4 separate regions of the Mus musculus genome follow, and all the other regions are linked to region 2. Evidence: chromatin contacts called from public Micro-C and promoter capture Hi-C data. All regions are on one chromosome and are shown on one strand. The core of a region is the stretch at or near the end of the contact, and the rest is flanking DNA. Distances in the headings are between cores, read along the strand shown. Region 1 holds the start of Vezf1 (vascular endothelial zinc finger 1). Region 2 holds the start of Mtmr4 (myotubularin related protein 4). Region 3 holds the start of Cuedc1 (CUE domain containing 1). Region 4 holds the start of Dynll2 (dynein light chain LC8-type 2).

The links. Promoter capture Hi-C pulls out the DNA fragments that hold promoters and counts their contacts. Hi-C and Micro-C count contacts between places; a contact is called where the count stands out from the background.
Region 1: a promoter capture Hi-C map of liver shows a contact between it and region 2, with 4 times the contacts expected there. The contact joins the promoter of Vezf1 here to the promoter of Mtmr4 in region 2. A contact is called at or near these places in 7 of 39 promoter capture datasets (the 3T3-L1 cell line, 3T3-L1-derived adipocytes, cranial neural crest and 4 more), 2 of 484 Hi-C or Micro-C datasets (both in embryonic stem cells) and 1 of 115 datasets of contacts at active chromatin or transcription factors (microglia).
Region 3: a contact with region 2 is called in a Micro-C map of embryonic stem cells, with 3 times the contacts expected there. The contact joins the promoter of Cuedc1 here to the promoter of Mtmr4 in region 2. A contact is called at or near these places in 1 of 484 Hi-C or Micro-C datasets (embryonic stem cells) and 2 of 115 datasets of contacts at active chromatin or transcription factors (microglia and pancreatic cancer cells).
Region 4: a promoter capture Hi-C map of liver shows a contact between it and region 2. The contact joins the promoter of Dynll2 here to the promoter of Mtmr4 in region 2. A contact is called at or near these places in 9 of 39 promoter capture datasets (the C10 cell line, the HPC-7 cell line, cranial neural crest and 6 more), 3 of 484 Hi-C or Micro-C datasets (embryonic stem cells and liver), 2 of 115 datasets of contacts at active chromatin or transcription factors (bone marrow-derived dendritic cells and memory CD8 T cells) and 2 of 9 other capture datasets (liver and pancreatic islet).

Annotation. Positions count from the first base shown.
Region 1 is chr11:88,065,517-88,070,512 of GRCm38.p6, reverse strand. Vezf1 (vascular endothelial zinc finger 1) reads right to left here and starts at 2,234. Exons shown (of 6, transcript NM_016686.4): 1 at 2,080-2,234. The coding sequence starts at 2,112.
Region 2 is chr11:87,588,914-87,594,070 of GRCm38.p6, reverse strand. It overlaps Mtmr4 (myotubularin related protein 4), which reads right to left and starts at 1,905. Exons shown (of 19, transcript NM_133215.2): 1 at 1,821-1,905; 2 at 638-682. The coding sequence starts at 640. Septin4 (septin 4) reads right to left here. Exons shown (of 14, transcript NM_001368775.1): 9 at 4,986-5,103; 10 at 4,795-4,896; 11 at 4,507-4,603; 12 at 4,253-4,415; 13 at 4,016-4,062; 14 at 3,528-3,755. The coding sequence ends at 4,044.
Region 3 is chr11:88,096,685-88,101,817 of GRCm38.p6, reverse strand. Cuedc1 (CUE domain containing 1) reads right to left here and starts at 2,672. Exons shown (of 11, transcript NM_198013.3): 1 at 2,475-2,672. 2210416O15Rik (RIKEN cDNA 2210416O15 gene) reads right to left here and starts at 3,760. Exons shown (of 4, transcript NR_045499.1): 1 at 3,690-3,760; 2 at 3,501-3,603; 3 at 3,066-3,149; 4 at 1,711-2,956.
Region 4 is chr11:87,984,046-87,989,159 of GRCm38.p6, reverse strand. Dynll2 (dynein light chain LC8-type 2) reads left to right here and starts at 1,627. Exons shown (of 3, transcript NM_026556.4): 1 at 1,627-1,917.

The sequences.
Region 1 (4,996 bases), core at 985-3,484, 480 kb before region 2:
TATAAATACAACATGGTGCTCCCAGACACAGAGTTTAACTCTGCATTTCCCTGGTGGGGATCTCTGAGAACTAGAACTGCATGTCTATTCCACCTTTCCATACGAAGGGCCTTCTTTATTCACTGTCCTCAGCTTTAAATTACAGCTCTTCAAAGATTTTTCACAGCACACACTGCATGTCCAGGATTAAATATGAGCTTTCACATCTCCTCATCAGGTGGAAAAAAATTAATAGGCTGGCATTAGCTTTATCTGGGAAAAGAATAGTTCAAATAGCTTTTAAAAGTATTTTGTAGGCTCTTTCAACTAACTTCCCAAAGATGAACTATGGGTTTCTCCTTCACATAAGGGGCTTGCTTTGTTCCACCTCCATCGAGTTTACAGACACCCAATGTAATATTGTTTAAACTGCGTCTAAAACTCATCAGTCCTTTACTGTCAAACGATCATTTGTAAGTAAGCTTTTTCTAAAGAAAGCATTTACCGTCTTTGCACCAACCCTCATGCCAGCTAGTTCCGTACTTCTTTGCCAATCCATTCTTAAGTTGACCATCACTTTCTTTTTTTTTTTTTTTTGACCATCACTTTCTTAACAAACTCATCAAAGCACAATAAAATCAATACCAGATTAAGGATGATAAAGTGGGACGTTCAGGAGTTGCAAAATCTTAAGAATTTCCAACTTTAGTAAGCCCATTTATTTCAATAATTACCTAAAATAAAAATGCTCACATTTGAAACATGTCTTAATAGGACAAGCCAGATTACACAATGGGTAATTTTGAATTCTCCAATTCCCCGTATTAACTCCACCGGGATGGGACCAGATGCGGAGAGTATAATCTTTTGAAGATTCTGCATTTCCAAAGGTCTCAAGCGCCCAAGCTACGCGTTTGGAATTTCACGAAGTATTTAGGAAAACTCCAAAGAGGGAGGCGGGAAGGACACATTTTAAAAACGACTAGCTCCCTAACCTTCAGTTCTGAAGTTTCTGCATGTGCTTATCTCTACTGCTCATCAATGCATTTGCAAACAGAAAGGAAGCAGAGGGGGGAAAAAGTTCCAATCAGGGGTCCCGCATTAAAGTGGTAGGAGAAGGGTATGGCTGAAGTATCCGCTAACATTAGCTTTGAAGTTTCTGGCAAAAGGAAAAAAAGAAGAAGCGAAGACCCCCATACTCCCTATGAGTGACTCATCTAGGGGCTTTGTAAGCGGACTTTGCGCTCCCTCTCCGCTTCCCGTCGCCCACTGGGCCGGAGCGAACGTTCGAGCGGGTCGCGGAGCGAGACTAGCGAGACACGCTCCGGGGAAGGTCGGGCCTGCAGGAGTCCCGGCCCCCGCCGCTCCCCGCCCCCGCCCGGCCCCGCCGGCTCGGGGATTCCCCAAGCTCAATGGGACCGCAGAAGCTGGACAGAGGCGAGGGGACCAGTTGCCAGGGCTCGCCCAGGACTTGGGCTAGGAGCGGAGAAAAGTTTGCAGAGGGGAACCACGCTCGCAACACCCCCCGTCGGGTCCACCCGAGGGGGCGGCGAGAAGGGGGAGTGGCGGCGAAGCCAGAGATACCCGCTATTCGCGGGATGTGGGAGGAGGGTCAGAAAGTCAACACACAAGCACACACACACAAAAAGAGAGAGGTGACGCGAAAAGCGCAAGCGAAAGATGGATGGGTACTCGGAGCGGGACCCGGAGACCCCCTCGCTGCGCCGCGCGGCCCCGCTCGGGCGCGCAGTGGCCGAGCGGCCCGCGCTCCACAGCGGCCCGGCGCCCTCCTTTCTCTGGGCCGCGGGGTGGTGACAGCGGCCGGCCTCCTCCCTTCCCCTTCGGGGCGGGAGGGAAGGGTGTGTGTGTGCGTGTGTGCTTGGGGGGGCCCGGGTTCACCCCGAGGCCTGCTTCTCCCCCGCACCCCGCGAGGCCGCCTCCTTTCACCTCGGCGGCCGGGCTCCGCCGGAGCGGGCGGGCGGAAAAACAAAGGGGGATTAAGGCCGGGCCGGAGAGCGGAGCCGGGAGGGGAGGAGCGCCCGCCCGCCCGAGCCCGGCCCGGCCCCCCTGGCCCCCCGACCCCCCCGGGGCCCCCAGATCCTGGAACAGGAACGCGGTCCAGTTGGCCTCCATGGCTGCGGCGGCCGACCCCCCTCCTCCCCACTCCCCCCGCTCGGGGAGCCTCCTCAGGCGGAGGAGGCGACAACAAAGCGGCGGCGGCGGCGGCGGCAGCGGCAGCGGCGGCTCCTCAACATGGCAGCGCCGAGCGCGGCCACTTCCGGTAACCTCCGGGACGCACCACCGCGGCGGCGAGCGCGGGCGGGGGGGGAGCCCCGGCCCGGCCGCCGCCGCCCCCAGCCGCTTCGACCCCCTCCGGGCGTCCCCGCCGCCGGCGCGCCGCCTCGGAGCTCAGCCAGTGCCCGCGGGCGGTGGGGTCAGGGAGCCCGCGCGGGGGCTGGGGTGGGGCCGGGGGCGGGGATGGGGTGCGGCGTCCCCCCCCGCGGGGGTGTGTGATGCTGCGGTCCGTGGCTCAGGCAGCTGGAGCAGGGGGAGCGCAGGAGAGAAGATGGAGGACGCCAGGGTCTGGCGCTGGCCCGCTGGGCACAGCTGGGCTGCCTCTCGTGACTCTGCCTTGGTACCCGGCGGCGTCGCGTCCCTCTCATACCCCCAGCGGCAGTCAGGGCTTCGGTTGGTCACCTGGCTGTTCAATCGGTCAAGCACATCACAGCTTCCACCTACGAACTAGGATGCTAGCTTCTAGTGTCCCCTACCCTCGGGTATTTTTATTCCTGACCAGCTAAGCCCTCACTCAGCGCTCTTGCCATCGCCCTTTGCGTGGTCTTCCAATTTGAGCAGGGAATTCCACTAGGGTACAGCCTTAGAAGCGCCTACTGTGGAGGGAAACACTTCCCACGCGTTCAGATGTCATTACTGGGTTATTCTTGGGTGACGGGACCGCTTTCCCATCTTTCCCTTTCATTCCAGATACAGGAAATACTTAAAAACCCCTCTCCCGCCAGGATTAAAAACAAACAATAAAAACGAATGAGAAAGTATAGAGGCAAAATATTTTAGTCTTTTAGTACATTTTTCAATTCCTGCAGCACACGCACACACAAGTCAGACTTCTGGTTGGACAGCGTCAGATGTCACTGAGGTGACCCCAGCCTGTTTGCAGTTCCCAGTCGTCTGTGTAGGAGTCAGCCACTGCTACTGGTTGGAATCTGTAGATCGTAAGCCCATATGATGTCTTGAATGTTTTCTATCCTTTCCTCACATAGAGGTAGCTACTGTGAATATCAGAGACAAGCTATTATTAAACATATATCTAGTCCAAAGAATCTGTGGTGGGGAAATGAGGGGGCAGGCTCCATCTATGATATTTTTATAAAATGTTAAAAAATAAAACCAACTCCTCAGATGTGCACATTATTTCAGAACTTCAACATATTTCAAACTGACTCTTATCCCCTCCAGACAGTTTTAATAAAAGACATATCTTCAACTTCATATATATGTATGTGTGTGTATGTATGTATGCATATATATATATCATATTCATATATATATGAATGACTGATTCAAAAACCATAGTTGCAAAATTCTATGGGAATAGAAACTGAAGAGGTATGGTAATTTGATGTTTTTCCAACCATTAAACAAATATATTTCCCTCCCACTCTTCCATCAGTCACCAGAATAAAGGGGCCAGGAAATGACAGTCTGGTTCCTTTTAGAGTTGACTTCCCATTAGATACTGCCTGAAGACCTTGGGTATGAAGGACAAGTCCAGCAGTTTGGATGGATCAGTAGCAGGAACCACCAGAGAACTGGTCAGCCTAAGACGGAGGGGGACAGAAAATGAGTTTCTGATATATCCCTGAGCTAAACTGCTACATGTCCCCTGGTCTGTCAGTCTCATTTGATGTTTCTTTCAGGAAGCGTATATATGTTTACATATACATGTAAACTGAGGAGAGAGCTAAGTTGCAAACCCAAGGAACAAGACAAAATATGTTCTTGCTCTGACCTTGGACATAGTATGTGCTTGTATTTTGGTTCAGTGGATACAAGTCTCTGCTTCTTCCCTGCCTTAGAAGATTCCCTTCAAGGTCTCTATGTATATTTGCTCTCTCCTCCAATGTATAGCCGCTTCTCTTTAGCTGCTCTTTGAAACTGTAATCAAAATAAAGCTTCAGAATTATAAAAGCTAGTACTTAATATGATTCTTATGCTAATACTGTGGGATTTCTTATACTTATTTTGGGATCTAGAAACCCCTTCCCCAGCAATTTTTCTCATAGCACCTCCCAGTAGTGTTTTCCCCATAAACAGGAAGTAGAGGTCAAGTGAAAACAGTTATTAGATTTTAGGAGAAATAGCTAATTATATCTCTATCCATAGGTAAAATCAGAATTCCTGATTGTCCCCCCAAAATCTTGCCTTAAAAAGAAAATTAACCATCTTTTTAAAGTTTAAGTTGTACTTTTAATTATGAGTGTGTATGAGTGTGTGTGTGTGTAAAGCAGATTCCCAAGGAGGTCAGAAGATGGTGTTGAATCCCCTGGAGCTGGAGTTACAATTTTTTTTTTTTTTTTTTTTTTTGGTTTTTGGTTTTTTTGAGACAGGGTTCCTCTGGGTAGCCCTGGCTGTCCTGGAACTCACTCTGTAGACCAGGCTGGCCTCAAACTCAGAAATCTGCCTGCCTCTCCTCCCCACTATGTACTCTTAATCACTGAGCCATCTCAGTCATCTCCTCAGTTCCAACAACATTATGATTTTAAATATTATTTTTCATTAAGGAAGAGTGTTTTCAAGTTCAGAACATGTACTCAAAAACAAACAAATTCAACTGTACAGGAATATAATCAAACCAAGCAGGATCAAAGAATTCATCCTTAGAATGGGAATATCTACCTTTAAGAGAATATTTTAAAACATAAACAAAATGAGTCCTCCTTCAAAGTCCTGTTTCCACAGACCTTATATTGAAGTTCAGTCAAGATAATAAATGGCT
Region 2 (5,157 bases), core at 656-3,155:
AAGACTTGGCTGACGTCACTGAGAATCACCTTTCTCTGTCCCCAACTGATGTGATTAGAAGCCTGTGCCACCACGCCCTGAAGTTCAGGAATCTCAGATAAGAAAGACTTGTTTTCTTAAACCAGAATATGCATAGTTTTAACCGGGGATCCAAGTAAGAGGCGATATAGCGGTTTGTTAGAAGGGACGGCCTAACACCGAGAAAAACTACAAGCTGCTGAGCCCAGTGCTATATAGTGCCCGATATATATTTTTTTCAATCCTAAGAAACCATAAGCTAGATACATAGCTCAGTGTTAGAGTACTTGCCTATCATGTACAAGGCCCCACACTGCATTCACCTGCAATCTTAACACTTAGGAGATGGAGGGAGAAAGAGGGATTGCCCACAAGTTCAAGGCTGGCATGGGCTACATGTCTAGTACCAGGCTAACCAAAACTCTACAGCAAGAACCTGTCTCAAAACAACACTGCCCATCCAAAAAAAAAAAAAAAAAAAAGCATCAGGGCAAATGAGCCTGTTTAGGAAGTGAACAGAGTAACCAGGGGCACTAGGGCCAAGAGAGGTGGGGCAGCTTCCCTGAGTCAGACTGGAGGATGAGACACACAGTGGTATGAGGGAAAAGGAGCTACTCACCATTCTACCTTGGCGAGGGTCCTGGCTGCCTGCTCCTGCTCGTCACTAAAGGAGACAGAACACAAGAGGAAAGTGCACGGTCATTAACATCACCATAGAATCAACGATTGTCACACGGGTCTACCCCTGAACTTCTCTGCAACTCATTTTCCTCCACCACAGAGGATCCGGCGTCTCAAAAAGTCACCACACCAGTCAGGCAATGGAAGAAGCAACAAGTGACCCTGCCCGGTGAGAATTCCACCACAAAAGTTCCTGAGCAAGGCTAAGTATCATCCTAGCTTACTCAGCAGAACTCAAACGTTCTGATCCCCACACCCAGCAGTAGAGCACTCCAAACCCTGCTCTCTACAAAAGAGAAGAAATTCCAACTCTGAAGAGACAAAGACTGCCCAACTGGGACTCACTTTTGGCCCTGGTAGGGGCATGAATCCACAGGGCAGTTCGGCCAGTCTCTGAGTCTAGGAGTAGCACCCACCTGACCTGTTACTGGGGGCAGAGTCCAGAGCAGAGGACAAGAGGGAGAGGACCACAACCTGTGATAAAAGAGCAGCAGGGTTGGCCCGGTCCTGCTGAGCATACTTGAGACCAAGTAGGTGAAGGTTTGAGGGAGGAGGCCACACAACAGGAGCAGAATTAGGCCAGTCCGGCCTGGGAGACAACATCTGTCAAATGGGTCGAATTAACAAGGATTTCAAGTTAAGGCCTCCTGGGCCCACTTAGGGAGCCAGGTCTGAATTTCACCGACACTCCTTCATGTTTGGTATGCTCGAGGGGTGTGCAGCAGAGCCCCATAGGAGGCTACGGCGATTAAAGCCTCCATTGTGATCCTACCAACCTTCCCTCCCTCACGGGGGAGCCCGCAAGCGGCCAGCCGGAGGTGCTGCCTCACGGCTCCCTGGCTCGCGGCCTGAGAAACAGAGAGAGGAAGGGAGCGACAAGGACCAGGCCTAGGAGGCCCAGGGTTCTCACAGTTAGGGACTCTGGTCTTAGGGTGGGGGGTGGGGGAGGATGGGCTAAGCAGCCAGGAGATCCAGGTGCCCAGGTTTTAGGGGCGGGGCCAAGGCCTCGGAGGCGGAGCCCCAAATGACAGAGGGCGGGACTCAAGAGAGCCGGCGAGGGCCGGGCAGGACTTGGTCGTTGTGGTTCCCAGGCTGGCAGTGCACGGGGTACAGTGACTCACCCAGGCGGCGTCCGCCCGACCCTCCAAAGCCGCGCTCTCACCACTTCCGTCTCCCGCAGCTGCTGAGGCCGCGCAGCTCGAACCCCACCACGGTCCCTTGTCCCCAACCAATCGTATCTCTAGCCTCTACCCGCCCTGGCCAATAGCCACGCGAAGTCCCGCCCTGCCTCACCACGCAGCCGCCGCCCTCACTCTCCACGCTGCTCACTGGTCCAGTGGGCAGACGCCCTCTCAGCTTGTAACCTATCCGGCACCCGGAGACCAGACAGTACCCGGAGGGAGGAGGCTTGGCGCCAGAGAGCAGACACGACCAATAGGAAATCACAGCGCGTCCCTCTGGCAGCCAATGGGAGAGGAGTAAGAGGGGTCGCAGCCTAGGGCTCCGGGGACAGGAAGTACGGCCGCCCGTCGCCTACTGGTAGCGCAACTGGGGGGCGGGACATTGCAGGGAATGGTAGCAGTCACTTCCGGTGACGACCCCGCCCGAGAGGTAGTTCGCAAATGACCTCGCGGTGGCTCAGCGTTTTAACCCAGTGGTGTTTCTGTTTTGCTCCAGTAATGCGAGAAAGGAAGGGTAGCATGCCGGCTAGGAAAGGGGAAGGTCCCTTCCCAAACTCTCGGTTCCATCACTCTCGTGTTTCGTCGCCCGGTCGATGGAAAAGAAAATCCTGGATTTTTTTTTTTTTTTTTTGTCTGCGAAAGAGAAGAGCTGGGTTCGGGAACTGCTGAAGCCACAGGAATGGAAAACGTGAAAGACCCTCCTAGAAGGCCTGGGAGGAAGGAGCTCTCGGACTGGCAGCGCTGGCGGTTCCCTTTGCGTATCTGGACTGGTTGTTAACGACCGACCAACCTTGCCGTCCTTCGAGACCTGCATTGCCGCCAGTCCAGAGTCTCTCAGCCAAGAGAGAAAAACTGGGTCTGACTGCCATTAGCTAGCTGCGGCTTCTTAGTCTGTAAAAGGGGTAGAGGGACAAGACTGAAGCGCCTGGAGCCAGCACCGGGACGCAGGTCACCAGTAACGCTGGAGGTCTCCGTGATCCGCGCCACTACTAACCAAACTGAAGTGGCAAAGAGTCCTATTCTCGGCGGATAGTCCGAGTCCTGGAGTGGGTCTAGGCCCTGAGATCCTAGGCTAGTGTCCTCACGTCTTGGTTTCTGAAGTACTTACAGTTACTAAGTCATAGGAAAACAGAAATCTCTCCTGAGTTCACTGTTTTAGTTACAGGGTCTAGAACCCGGGTCTAACCTAGCGCATGCGTGATACTGAGCTCCTTGGAGACTATGGCATTTTGTTTTTCCCTATGTCCCAGCACTCTAATTACAGGACCTTCAGAATTTGTTCAGCACTGTACCACAAGCTTCCTGGAATTTGGAGCTTAATTCTGCATATCTATTTACCCAAATCTGGGGAAAGGCGGAAATCAGAGGTTGCCAGGTAGTTAATACCTTGTTTTTCCCAAGAGCAGCTACAAAATGAAGGTATTGTATACGGGAAACATGGAGGCTTGAGGCTCAGAAAGTGGAGCCAGAGTAGAAATGGTCAATAGGACAAGCTATGTTGTAAGCTGAGTGAACTCTATAAGCGAAAGGGAAATTTCCCCCTTTCTGTTTCCTACTAAAAGCCAGAAACCAGTACCCTTTCCATCAGCCTTTCAAACTAGTCATAGGAGCTATGTTTCCAGGAAATGGTAAAAATACAGAGACACCTGAAGCCACATATAGGTTAGTTTATTTCCTCTGAGTCTCTTGAGAAGTCAGCAGGGATATAAGGCGAACTGGTAGGAGCTGCGGGGGGTCCTGAGCAGAGCTGATGCAGGGAATAGAGGCTGGCATAGGCAGGAAGAAGAGATTTAAATATTCAGGTCCAAAAGCCAGTTAGTGAGTCTCCTTCATCTGTCTTTGGATTTTGTGTAACATCTCCTGCATCCGCCGCAGCTGAAACAGGCACATACATCATCAATGCAAGGTGTTTGATAGGAAGAGTCTGACTGTATTGAAGAAGTGTCCCCAGATTCTAATCCCTTGAGTCTGGGACTTTGGTGGCCCTTATGTATGATGGAAATGGCAGAACCACTCAACATCCCACCTATGTACCAGAGCATAAGGATAGGTCCTTCTATTCCCAAGCCAAGAGATAATGAGGCTTATCAAACGGAGGACTTCCCAGACTGACATCTGCATTGTATTGCTCTCACCTCTTCGTCTTTCTCCCGGATTAGCTTCTCAGTTTCTGGATCTGTCCCTGGTGGGACAGCAGGGATAGGGAAGTCAGTACCACTCTCTCTTGTCAGTTTGCTGAAGGGAGGGGGAAAGGAGGGTAGTAAGGTTGGGGGGACCCCAGCACCAACTTGAGTGAAGCCTGGGGCCTGCAGAGTAATAAGGGGAGGACTTGGGATTCCCCTGGCCAGCTTTGTCCTGGCTCCTGGTCATACTTGCGATTCCGTTCCTTCACTACTAGCCGGGTCATGCTCTGGATACACTGTGCCCTGTAGTTCTCGTAGTGTGTCTCTCGGGTCACATCCTTTAGGTCCTGCATGTGGGTACGCACCAGCATCGTCCTCAACTTGACAAAGTCGCAGTGACCTGGGTTTTCCACTGCATGGCAAGGCTAGGAGTCAGCCAGGGTCAGAGGTAAAGAAGAATTCCTAAGGGCAAGGGGACTCTGGTCCCAAGCTCAGAGCTTTACCTTCCACGATGCCCCAAGGGTAGAGGCGGCCTCGAACTCTCCGCCCCCTGGCTTCTACCACAGTGTTGCTGCCAATCACCGCAAATGGGATGCTTTCCTAAGAGAAGGTACAGTGGCCTGTCAGCATCCTTGTTCCATCCCCTGTCCCTCTCCACTTGGGTCTTCTGCTTTGCTCTAAGATGACAGGGTCCTCTTCCACCCCAACAGTCTGTCCTTGTATAGAATCCTCCTCCCCTCTTCTGCTCAGCAGAAACAAGATAGGGAGGGGAGGCCCTAGGGTGGCCCCACCTTTAGGGCTTGGTCCTGTAATTTGAAGTCCTCGTCCTCATCGGAATCACAGTCTGGGAACTGATAGATCTTGATTCCAAAGTGCTCGATCTCCTCCCGGATCTGGCAAACAGATGAGGGGTCCACAGTTCTGGGTACCCCATCCTTTCTAGACGCCCACCTGGCCCCCTCCCTCCACTAGCCTCCCTCACTTTGCATTTCTTTCGGTCCACTTCAGGAGGCGTCAGTGTGTCCGCCTTAGCCAAGATAGGCACAATGTTGACCCGCTGATGCAGGGCCTTCATGAATTCAACATCCAATGGCCGGAGCCTGGGGAACAGGAATCAGTGACCACCCGCTAGTGGTAGCCCTGCCCTGTGGTGC
Region 3 (5,133 bases), core at 1,423-3,922, 510 kb before region 2:
AAAGACAATATTAGTGGCCTCATTAAAAGGACATTCAAAATCCGGGTGGTGGTGGCACATGCCTTTAATCCCAGCACTTGGGAGGCAGAGGCAGGTGGATTTCTGAGTTCGAGTCCAGCCTGGTCTACAAAGTGAGTTCCAGGACAGCCAGGGCTACACAGAGAAACCCTGTCTTGAAAAACCAAAAAAAAAAAAAAAGGGGGGGGGGCCTCTGGTCCATCAGAGGTGGCGTGAGCCTAAGGAAGACTTCTGAGTACTGAGGCAGAGAAGTCTGACATGGAAGATCCTGGGCTCCTCCAGATCTCAAGCAGACACCTGCACAGCATCCCAACAGCCCAGCATCCAGAGCATTATGGGTAAGAATAGCAGAACCACCGTCTCTGGAACTGTACAGGCAATGAGCCTCAGTGGCTTGTCTGTCCTCCATTTGTGTTCTGAAGTCTCAAGAAATGAAAAGAACTGCAAATTACCCTGACTGTTTTCTTGGGAAAATCTGCTCCAAGGCTCCCCAAGAAGACTCTTCTTCCATACTTACGAATGCTCTCCACGAGGCCCCTCGTGTCCCTAAGACAAACAGGGGCTCCTGAAAACGTCTCCTATACTCACCCACACTTATCCTTTTGTTTCCCCTTCATTCAATAGCCCTGTGGCCCTAACACGGTACCTAGGGCCTCCCCACCAAACAGACAGCAAACTTAGTCCTGGGAGAATGGCCACCTCAATTGCCCCTGCCCTCTAGCTAACTGGAGGGAGCTGGGAGCTGGGCCAGAGCTTCCAGGTCTCCATGGCCACAAGTTCAAAGTGGCATGAGAAAGAACCTCACAGCATTTCTACTTTGGGCCCCCTGGGATTATCTACTAACTAGCCACAAAGTTGGAATCTGCTCCAAAAGGCCTGAATTAGACGGAAAACTCTTAATATAGGGGTCTTAATTAGAACCCTAGCACCAAGGGGACATATTATGCCCCCTGGCAGTGCACAGGAATGCTCCAGCACCTGTGCATGTTGGGGCAGTGTGGTTAGGGTATAGCTTTCACCAGATCCCAAAGAGGCCCTTGGTCTAACTCTGAGACTTGGCCTTCTCCATCTCTCACCAACCCTGAGCTACCCTAACTGCCCAGAGCCTCTGCTTTTCAAGACTGTACCCAGCTGTTTCCTTGTCTCCTGCTCCATCCAGCAAGAGAGTGTGGACGGGTGATTTCCAATCCAACCTTCTGGATGAACCTCTGGTGGCCCAAGCCAAGCTACATAAAGAAAGGTACCATCCCTCCATTTAAACGGAGGTCCCACTTCACATTCGATCCAGCAGGAGCCAAACTTCATAATGAGATGACATCTATAAGATAAGGAGACTCCTAGTATCACACACTGCCTTCAAACAGCATACATAGTTAACTCCATAGGTCTGTAAAGAACCTTAGGGCTGGGAGGGCCAGAGCAACTCCAGAACCCCTTCTCCTGGGCCAGGTGGCTCAGGGTGTTGCAAGGTGTATTTCCTGGGTTTCAGGCTACTGAGGACCAGGTGGTGACCAAGGCACATGGTCTTCTATCCGACGTCACCTCTAGGGTATCTCATCACTATCTTCCCAATTATCCACCCCCACCCTCTATTCTTACAATAAGTAAATAAACAAACAAATAAAGGAAATCTAAAAATCTCTCTTCCTTAAAACACCCTCTCCAGGAATTTAATAGCAGTATGAATTTCTTGAAGCTGAAACTTTTTATTAAGGAAAGAAAATGGACAAGCCCATGCTGGGGTGGCAAGCCACCAACCATTCAGAGAGAAACCCAAGAGCGCTGAAGGAATAAAGGCAAGCCCCGGCCCCCTGGAGCTCAGCGCCCCAGGCACTCAGAGTTCGAGGGGCGGGGGAGCAGGGGCGGGGACAGCGCATTCTGAACTTTCTCCAGCCGGGTCGCGGAGAGACGCAGCTCCCAGGGGACCGGGTGGGACCAGAAAAGGCTGAACCGACCGGTGACCACGGCGGGAGCAGGAAACGATTCTCCCCTCCCCCTAAAAGGAGTTCAGCTCCCAACCCAGGCCCCCGCCTCGCCATCGCCATTCAGGCTGCGCCCCCAAGCCCGGGCGAAGCCGGGAGGGTGTCCACACAAAGCGGGGAACCGGGGAGCAGAGAGACCCGGGTTGAGCAGGCTCCCCAAGGCCTCGCGTCCCTTCCTCGCGGCGCCGGCTGGCCGGCGACCACCCCTCGGATCGCGGCCCCGGGATCCTCCGCACGCTCCCTGTGCCCAGGACCAGGAACGAGGCGGGCAGCGGCGGAGGGAGGGCGGCCGGGGACCTGCCGCGGGCTCCCGGGCAGCCTTGGCCACCGCGCGAGGACTCAAACTCGCGACGGCCCGGCCCTCGCGGCCGCGCCTCGGCGATGCTCCCGGGGAAGGTGGGGCCACCGGGCCGGGGTGGAGCGCGGCGCCCGCGAGCTCGCGCTAGGGGCGGCGAGAGCGAATCGGGGTCTTACCGAGCACCGCACGCGCGTCCGCTCCCGCGGGGCCGCTGGGGTCGGGCGGCGGGGGAGGGGCGCGGTCCCGCGGCGGCAGCGGCAGCCCGGCTTGGTGGCGCGGCGGCGCGGCTGGGCGCCGGGAGGCGGAGAAAGCGAGGCGAGGCCGGCTTCCTAGCGGCGGGCGGCGAGAAATGCAGCTGTCCCTGCGAAGCTGCCGGCGGGGCCACAAGTGGGGCGCGCGGGGAGGAGCGGGGCTGCGCGCGCGGCGGGGCTCAGGCTGCGACACCCCCAGACCCTCTCCCCAGGACTGGAAGCAGGAATAGGGATCCCGAGGCCAATGCGGTTGCGCAGGATACGGGGCAAGGGGAGAGGGATAAGGGGCAAGGGGCCTCTGAGGACACTGGGACAGTCTCCTCTGTGCATTCCTGCACAGACCGCTCCTCTTGAGGACTTGTGATCTTCCCTTTATGGCCCGGTGTGATGCGCTTGGGCTCTGCCGACTTGGGAAGCACCTTAAGGGGTTGTTAAAGCAAGGAGACCTGAGACGTGGGAAATTTGGGAAAGAGGGGGACCTAAATGCAAGGCTGACCTGAGAGTTTGCAGACATACACGAGGAGCCACTAGTGAGGGCTGTAGAAGATGCACGAACCTCTCTGGGCTTGGGGACATCAGGAGTGTGGGAAAGTGGCAGCTCTGCGGAGTTAGAGTTCAGGAAATAAAATGTAATATTGAGGCCAGAGGAAATCGTGAAGTTGATTAGGAAAATCAAAGTTACCACCCACTAACATCTTATCTCCACCCAGCATTCGCCATTACTTCAAAGGCTTCTGAGCCTCGATAAGGGATTCCACAAACGTTTTAATAAACGGTCGATCAACTGGTTAATTTTCCAAGTGGTTTGGTTTTGTGCACTAATTTGGAGATGAGAAAAGGGAACAGAGGGAATGATGGAAGAGCCTGCCCATTTGTGTGTGGAGCCCTGCACACAGCCCTCTCCTCTTCCGAAGACTTACAATCTTTGCTGAGAAGTCTGGGCATGCTCACCCAAGAGACATCTGATGGTGAAAATCACAAACCAAGGCCCCAGAGTCTCCATCCTTTGCTTGTCAAGGGTAATTTCTTCAGCGAGGTGGAATCTGAGGATACCCTGGGAGAAACCCCACCTCTGAGAATCCCTTGTTCCCTTCGGCCCCTCTGCCCATGCCCCTTCACCCGGCTTCCGGGAACCCTCACACTATCAGGACCCCACGTGAAAAATTCTGACTCTGAAGTCCTCCGATGTGGCTGCTGACTGAGATGTCACCAAGCGCTCAGGATTTATCCTCTCGGCCAGTAAAGCCTAGATGATGGTATCGAGTTTGTCACTTTATACTGTAGTGTTAACTTCACCTGTCACTTTTCTGCTTATTGGCAGAATCTTTCTCTAATCTGTCCCAGTCACTTTGACATTTCAGGACTTGGGGTTGGGGTGGGGGCTACCAATCTGGAGATTTTCCTGTTTGTGCGTGCCTCTAGGATGCTTATGAAATGTATTTTCATTCAAGTCGTTAGCAAAGCCAGCTAGTCGCTGTGATTGTCACCCTTGAAGTAGCCTGTCTGTGAGCTTTTCAATGTCCTCCTTTGGGGTCGATTCCGGAAGCAGCTTCCCAGTCCTGCCTCCCTACACCCCCACCCCCACCTCCACCCCTGCTTCTCATACCCAGAGCAACTTCACTCTCCCCTACTGCTGCTCTGAGCACCTAGAGGCTCAGGTTAGGTTCTCTTGCAACCCAGCCCCTCTTATCTGCTGCCTGCCTCAGGTCTCCAGCATCAGGTCCCTTGGAGATCTCATGGAGGCTAACAACAAACTCAAAACCATTCCTCCCTCATCTAAACGCCACCTCTTGGCACAGAGGCTAACCAGCTCAGTCCCTGCCCTCCCTCTTCCTGGGTATTCTGTTGCTCTCCAGCTGTAGCCATCCTTCCTTCCCTTTCCCCTACTTCTTCCCACAGCTGCTGCCTGGCTCCAGCCCCTGTGCTCTGCTCTCCACAGCTGGTGAGAGACCCGTCCTGCTCTCTAGCCAAACTTCCTGCCTGCTTCAGAGAACTCCAATCCGTTCTTTCTTTCCACCGTCCCCTTTCTGCTTCAAGCCTACCAACACTTCAAGATGCCCCCTTTTAAACTAATCCTGTCCTGATCCTGCCCTGCCCGCAAGCCATCGCCCTAGTAATGTCATCTCATCCGAAGTAGACTTCCTCTAAAATGGAGACGCATATCTCTTACTTGTTCCAGCCTCATTCTAGCTTTTCTTTCCTGCGGTCTGGCCTTCTTCCCCAGTCATCCCAGGAGCTACACTCTGTGGGAGGCCCTGGCAGGAACCTGGTTGTCTAAACCCATGAACCTCCTGCTTACCCCACTTCTTGGCTCTGATACAACCCCAGGTGCTTTTAAGGCTTCTTTGAAATTTCTCCCACCCCACAGATTGCCCATCCTACAAGGTTTCCCCAACAACCCCCACGCTTCTTCAGTAGCCTTCTCTAGCACCCAATTCCTTCCTGCTCTTCCAACAAACTAGGTCCTAGGATGTGTTCACAGAGGTTAATAGTTTTCAGTGGGCACCAAACTTTAGGACTTCTTCAACCTGCTACATGACTTTGGGGCCAGGCACTTAACTCTCTGTGCCTCAGGTCCCTTACT
Region 4 (5,114 bases), core at 378-2,877, 400 kb before region 2:
CGTTAGATGTCCTTGGGCAATGGACATCTTGTATACAATCTTATATCGTAGTTGTGACCTTCAGATCTTAGAAGCTAATGAAGGCTGGGGAAAGAGGATATTAGCTCTTTCTCCAAGAACTTCCTAAGAGTTTTCTCCACAAGAACTCTACAATCTGTCCTCTCACCCCTCCCCACATGTGCCCCACCCCTCATTCATTAACACAGGCTGACATCAGAATACCCCCTGGATGAAGGGATACCCCAGGCCTAGCTTGGCTGAGTCCCTTACTGGAAAAAGACAGAGCTATGGAATGGAGAAGCCTGAGGGGACAGTTTTCCAAGTTGTCCTGGACACATAATGAACACTAAATTATGATACTCCCAAACAGGGCAGGCTAAGGCCAGGACTAGTCTGACTTCTCATGGTTTAGGTGAGGGGAGAGAAAGAGGTGAACACAGGAGCTATGCTAGGCAATTTCCTAACGTCCACCGAGGCCAGAATATTTGACCTCCCACTGAAGATTTTAGATAGCCCCTTTGTGAATGAAAGCTTAGGAAGAAAAATCCCGATGTTTTTTCTGTAACACCACACACACACACACACACACACACACACACACACACACACACACACACACACACACACCAATGTTTGCTTCCTGAACTTTAAAGGCTGCCATCCATGTGTGGTCTAAAGGAGCTGACCTGGCAAGGGGTCTGAATCTGTGTTTGTCTACACTTTGTTTTTTGTCTTGTTGAGACAGGGTTTCTCTGTGTAGCCCTGGCTGTCCTGGAACTCACTCTGTAGACCGGGCTGCTGTCTCAGAGATCTGCCTGCCTCAGTCTTCCAAGTGCTGAGATTAAAGGAGTGTGACACCTCCCCCCAGTGTGTTGTCTATATTTGAGGGCTATGGGTGAAGTCGTTTTTTAAAAGATACCTCACAGCTCATACAGGAGTCCCCGAGAAATGGTTCGCACCTCTATCCCCCAAAGGCCATACCCGAACGGTAGAGGCTGTACCTCCGGTATTTTTGATGATAGTGTACTTAGGGTTCCAGCTATGGATAGGCAGAAAGGTCTCAAGATTCGTGAACAAAGGTTGAGTTAGAAGCAAAAGCGAATGTGAAAGCAGGGGCGCGGGGGGGGGGGGGTCTTGAGGACTGTTGCCTTTATTTCACCATGGGGCTTGACAGTTCTCTCAAGTGTCGCCAGCCTAGGGAAATGAATTTTCCTCTGTCCCTGGTGATTTCTAATACCCTATCCTGCCTCTTTCCAAAGTTGGGACCCTTCTCTCCTGAGTCTGAAATCTCCATCCCTCCATTCTTTTTTCCTTGGCACTGGACTCTCCACGCCTCTCTCCCTTTTCCTTTCTGGGCGGAATGTATTCCTCCCGAGTCAGGCCTCTCCGGGCCTGGGCAGACAGGGTATGCGTCCTCTTTTCTCCTCCTAAGGCCACGGCTCCCTCCCCCCACCTTCTCCAGCTCCCCTTCCCCACCCCCTCCTCCGCCCCGAGGCATTGTGGGACGAAACAAGATGTGGAGCGAGAGCGGCGCGGGGAGAAGCCCGCAGTGCGGGGCCGGGCGGGCGCAGCCAATGGGGAGCGCGGACGGCGGCGCGCGCGGCAGGGGGGCGGGGGCGGGGCTCTATTTCAGGGCCGCGCGTCGGCCGCGCTCAGCGGCGGAGCGGAGCGGACGGCGAGGTATCAGCCGAGACAGGCGGTCGGCCGGGTGGCACGAGGCGGAGCGCGGGCGTCCGGGGAAGCTCGGAGGGCGACCAGCAGTGCGAGCGCTCGGCCCCGGGGCTGCGGGAGCAGGGGGATACCGCGGCGGCAGCGGCTGCTGCTGCAGGACGAGCCCAGGGGACACCGCCCCTGCTCGAGCTTTGCTTCAGCCCAGCGCTGCTCCCCAGGGGCCTGTGCGGACTCGCCTGCGTGACGGTGAGCTGGGGCCCCGGGGGGCAGCCCTCGCTCGACTCGGCCCAGGCTCTGGAGACCCTCGTGCCCTGGCTGGAGGCCCCGCAGCCCCGGGGAGGGGAGCCAGCCGTGGTGCACGGAGGCCTCTCCGGTCCGGGGAGCGCGGGCAGCCAGTGCGGGTTCGGGCTCGACGCGGCTCCTCCCGCCGCCACCCTTCGGGGCGTCCTTCCTGCAGCGAGGTCGCCGGGTCACTCCGGCGCCTCTCCAGGCCTGGCGGGGGAGGGCGGAGGACCGGCTTGCGGCCTGCGGATCCGGAGGGCGGCGGGGAGGTGGATGCTTTCTCATTTCCCAGGTGCTGCCCTTCGGGGGTCCCTGCCCGCTAGAGGAAAAGATGGTGGGGGCGGTGTTTTGGGACGAGGGGTTACGGTCCCTTTGGAAATCCGAAACGAGGCAATAACGTTTGTACGTGTTAAAGAATGGTGCAGGGCGGTCCGTGTCATTTGGAGGCTTAGCCCCCCCCCCCTTTTTTTTCTTTTTTTGTCGCAAGACCAGGGACAGAGGTTGAGAACTGTCCTGGAGTGCTCCTTTTGCGTTTTTCACAGGAGCTCCTGGCTCGTGACTCAGGAAGCTGGCTTGGGGCCCTTTGGCCATCCTTTTATCTGGAGGCCCAGCTCCGCCCCCTCCCCCCACCTCCCTAGGAAAGGATCGCTGGGCGTCTGGCTCCCTAGCCTTTTCTCACTGGTACCTTGGATAGGGGTTGCCAGGGCTGGGCCTCACCTTTCTGCGACGCCTGAGGGGCCAAGGGTGAAGAATCGTGGCATTGTAGTCACAAGACCAGCATTATGTAATCGTAGGCTCTCTCTGTTAGAGAGTAAGATAGCTTTTAATTACTGTGACAAAGTTGATCCTTCGGACTTTGGGGAGGAGGCGGTGAAGCAGGTGAGCTTTTTTGGCAAAATGGTGCCAGTTTCATACTTCGTTGTCTGTAGCCAGGCTCCACCCCCAACCTCTGGATTTGTAAACACTGCCCCCTTCTGAGTGGGAACCTGGAATAGGCCACCAGGTGACATTGTTTTTTTTTTTTTTTTTTTCTTCTAGAAAGGTCTCATCACATCAGCCTTTTTCTCTTCCCAAGCCTCGTGGAGGTTGTTCCTTTTCTCTCATTTCAGCCATTATTTTTTAAACATGATTGGCTGCCCAAGGTCACAGAGCTAGTCGGCCTTGAATAGGCATCACTCGACCTTTCCTTCAACACCACAGACTCCTTGGCTCCATATTTTCTCTGGGGTAGGGGGCATCTTAGCTAAACACTGGCCAGTGTCGCTTCCGTGGAAGAAGCTTTGCTTCATTTGACAGTGTCAGACCAAGGTGCCTGGCCTGGAAGTTGTCACAAATACATTGTGTGTGTTAGACGGACTGGGTTCTTTTCATCTCCGTGGGTAGTGTGCACATAGATAAGGAGCAGCTTGGAATGATCCCAGCAGTCTTGCCTTGAGCAGTCAGAAACCCGTCCGTCCCCATTGGGCTGGGGACAACCAGTGTTGCTTTTGGAGCTGAGGTGAGGGGGATCAGTACTGCCGTGAGTGATGAGAGCGGGCAGGGGTGGGTTTCTGTAGCTTGTTTCTTTGGATGTAAGGTAGCTCACATGACTGTAGGCTGCAGAAGGGTCCATGTGGGTCAGTCTCCGAAGTCAGGTTGCTTGCTGTACGGTGAATGCCACAGCCCAGGAAGCATGGCTATGAAATAAGGCTATAAAAATATTAAGCTCTTTCTTAGTCTTAGGTCAGTGTTGTGGACCTCCTCCATCTCCTCTGTTTTGATTGTTTGGAACATGGTCTTATTGTAGCTGAGGTTGGCTTTAAATGCCTGATCTTCCTTCCTGCCTCTACCTTCCAAGTGCTAGAATTTCAGGTGCGAATCACCACACCTGGCCCTGTTTTTATATTTAAGGGAAAGTTCTCAGCACTCCTGTCGGGTAATATTTCTCCAAATGTACACATCATTAGTGCTTTTTGAATGAATAAAAATAATTTTTACATGAAGAAGCAAAAATTCAAGAGAACTGACAATCATTGTTGGGGCTGTGACTAAAGGCCAGAATTCAGAAATTGTATTGTACTTTAAAGACTGAACACTGTTGTGAGGAGAGTGAGGGAGCAGGATTGGGTGTGGTGACATGGGGCTGCCTCTCTGGTTTGAGGTAACATCAGCCCCAACATTTAAGAGGACATTATTACCTCTTTGGCAGCAGGCCATGTATGTGAAGCCCCTTTTATTTTTATCAGAGTGGAGTTGGCCTTTTTTCTGTGAGGGGACAGTGAGTATTTTAGGATTTATGGTCAGAACAATCTCTAGAACTCTTATTGTAACATGTTCCTATAAAACTTTGATTCATAAAAACAGGTGGTGGTTGAGTCTGGCTGATGGACAGCCAGCTTCCTTGCATAGACTCTCCCTATTTGCAGATGCTCTCATGTAACCCTAGTTAATTCTTAAACAACCTCCAGTTGAGAGCTGACCTCATTTCTAAAATGGAAGTAATCGATACAGAAAGGCCAGATGCCTTGTTGAGACCACAAAGGCTCAGAGTCAGGACCAGAAGTCAGGGGTACTGATTTCTAGCAGGGTTTCTGCTGTGAGACCAGTAGTAGATAATAGTTAGTCAGTCATGTGCGGAATCTCTTCAGGTGCGAGCTGCTGGTTTATTCTTAGGATAAGGCTTGGGCCCCATTTTACAGATGGTGACATAAAAACACAGAGACGGATTAACTTGCTGAAAGATGCAGTTAGGTGATGCAGTGTTACGTCTCTTCGGCTCTTGGTGGCGTGCCGACTCTCGTTCAGAGCCCATGAAATGGGCTATTAAAGCACAACATCTTACATCCATATCTCCTTTTCCCTCTTTCTTTCTTGTCCTGTATTTCCAAGAGGTAGGGACCATATTTCTGCTAGAAGCTTCTAAGTGGCTTTTTTTTTTTTTCTTTTTTCACAAACGTTTTACTGTGTAGCCTTAGCTAACCTGGAACTTCCTTTGAAGACCAGGCTGGCCTTGAACTTAAGAGATCCAACTACCTCTGCCTCCTGGGTGCTGGGATTTAAGGCAAGTGCCGCCTTACCCAGCCTAAGCTTCTCTCTTGTCTGTGTTCATGTGCTCCCACCATGTCTATCCCCCGCTAACCTTATAGCTCCCAACCCATAGCTCAAGCTGCTGCTCACACGAG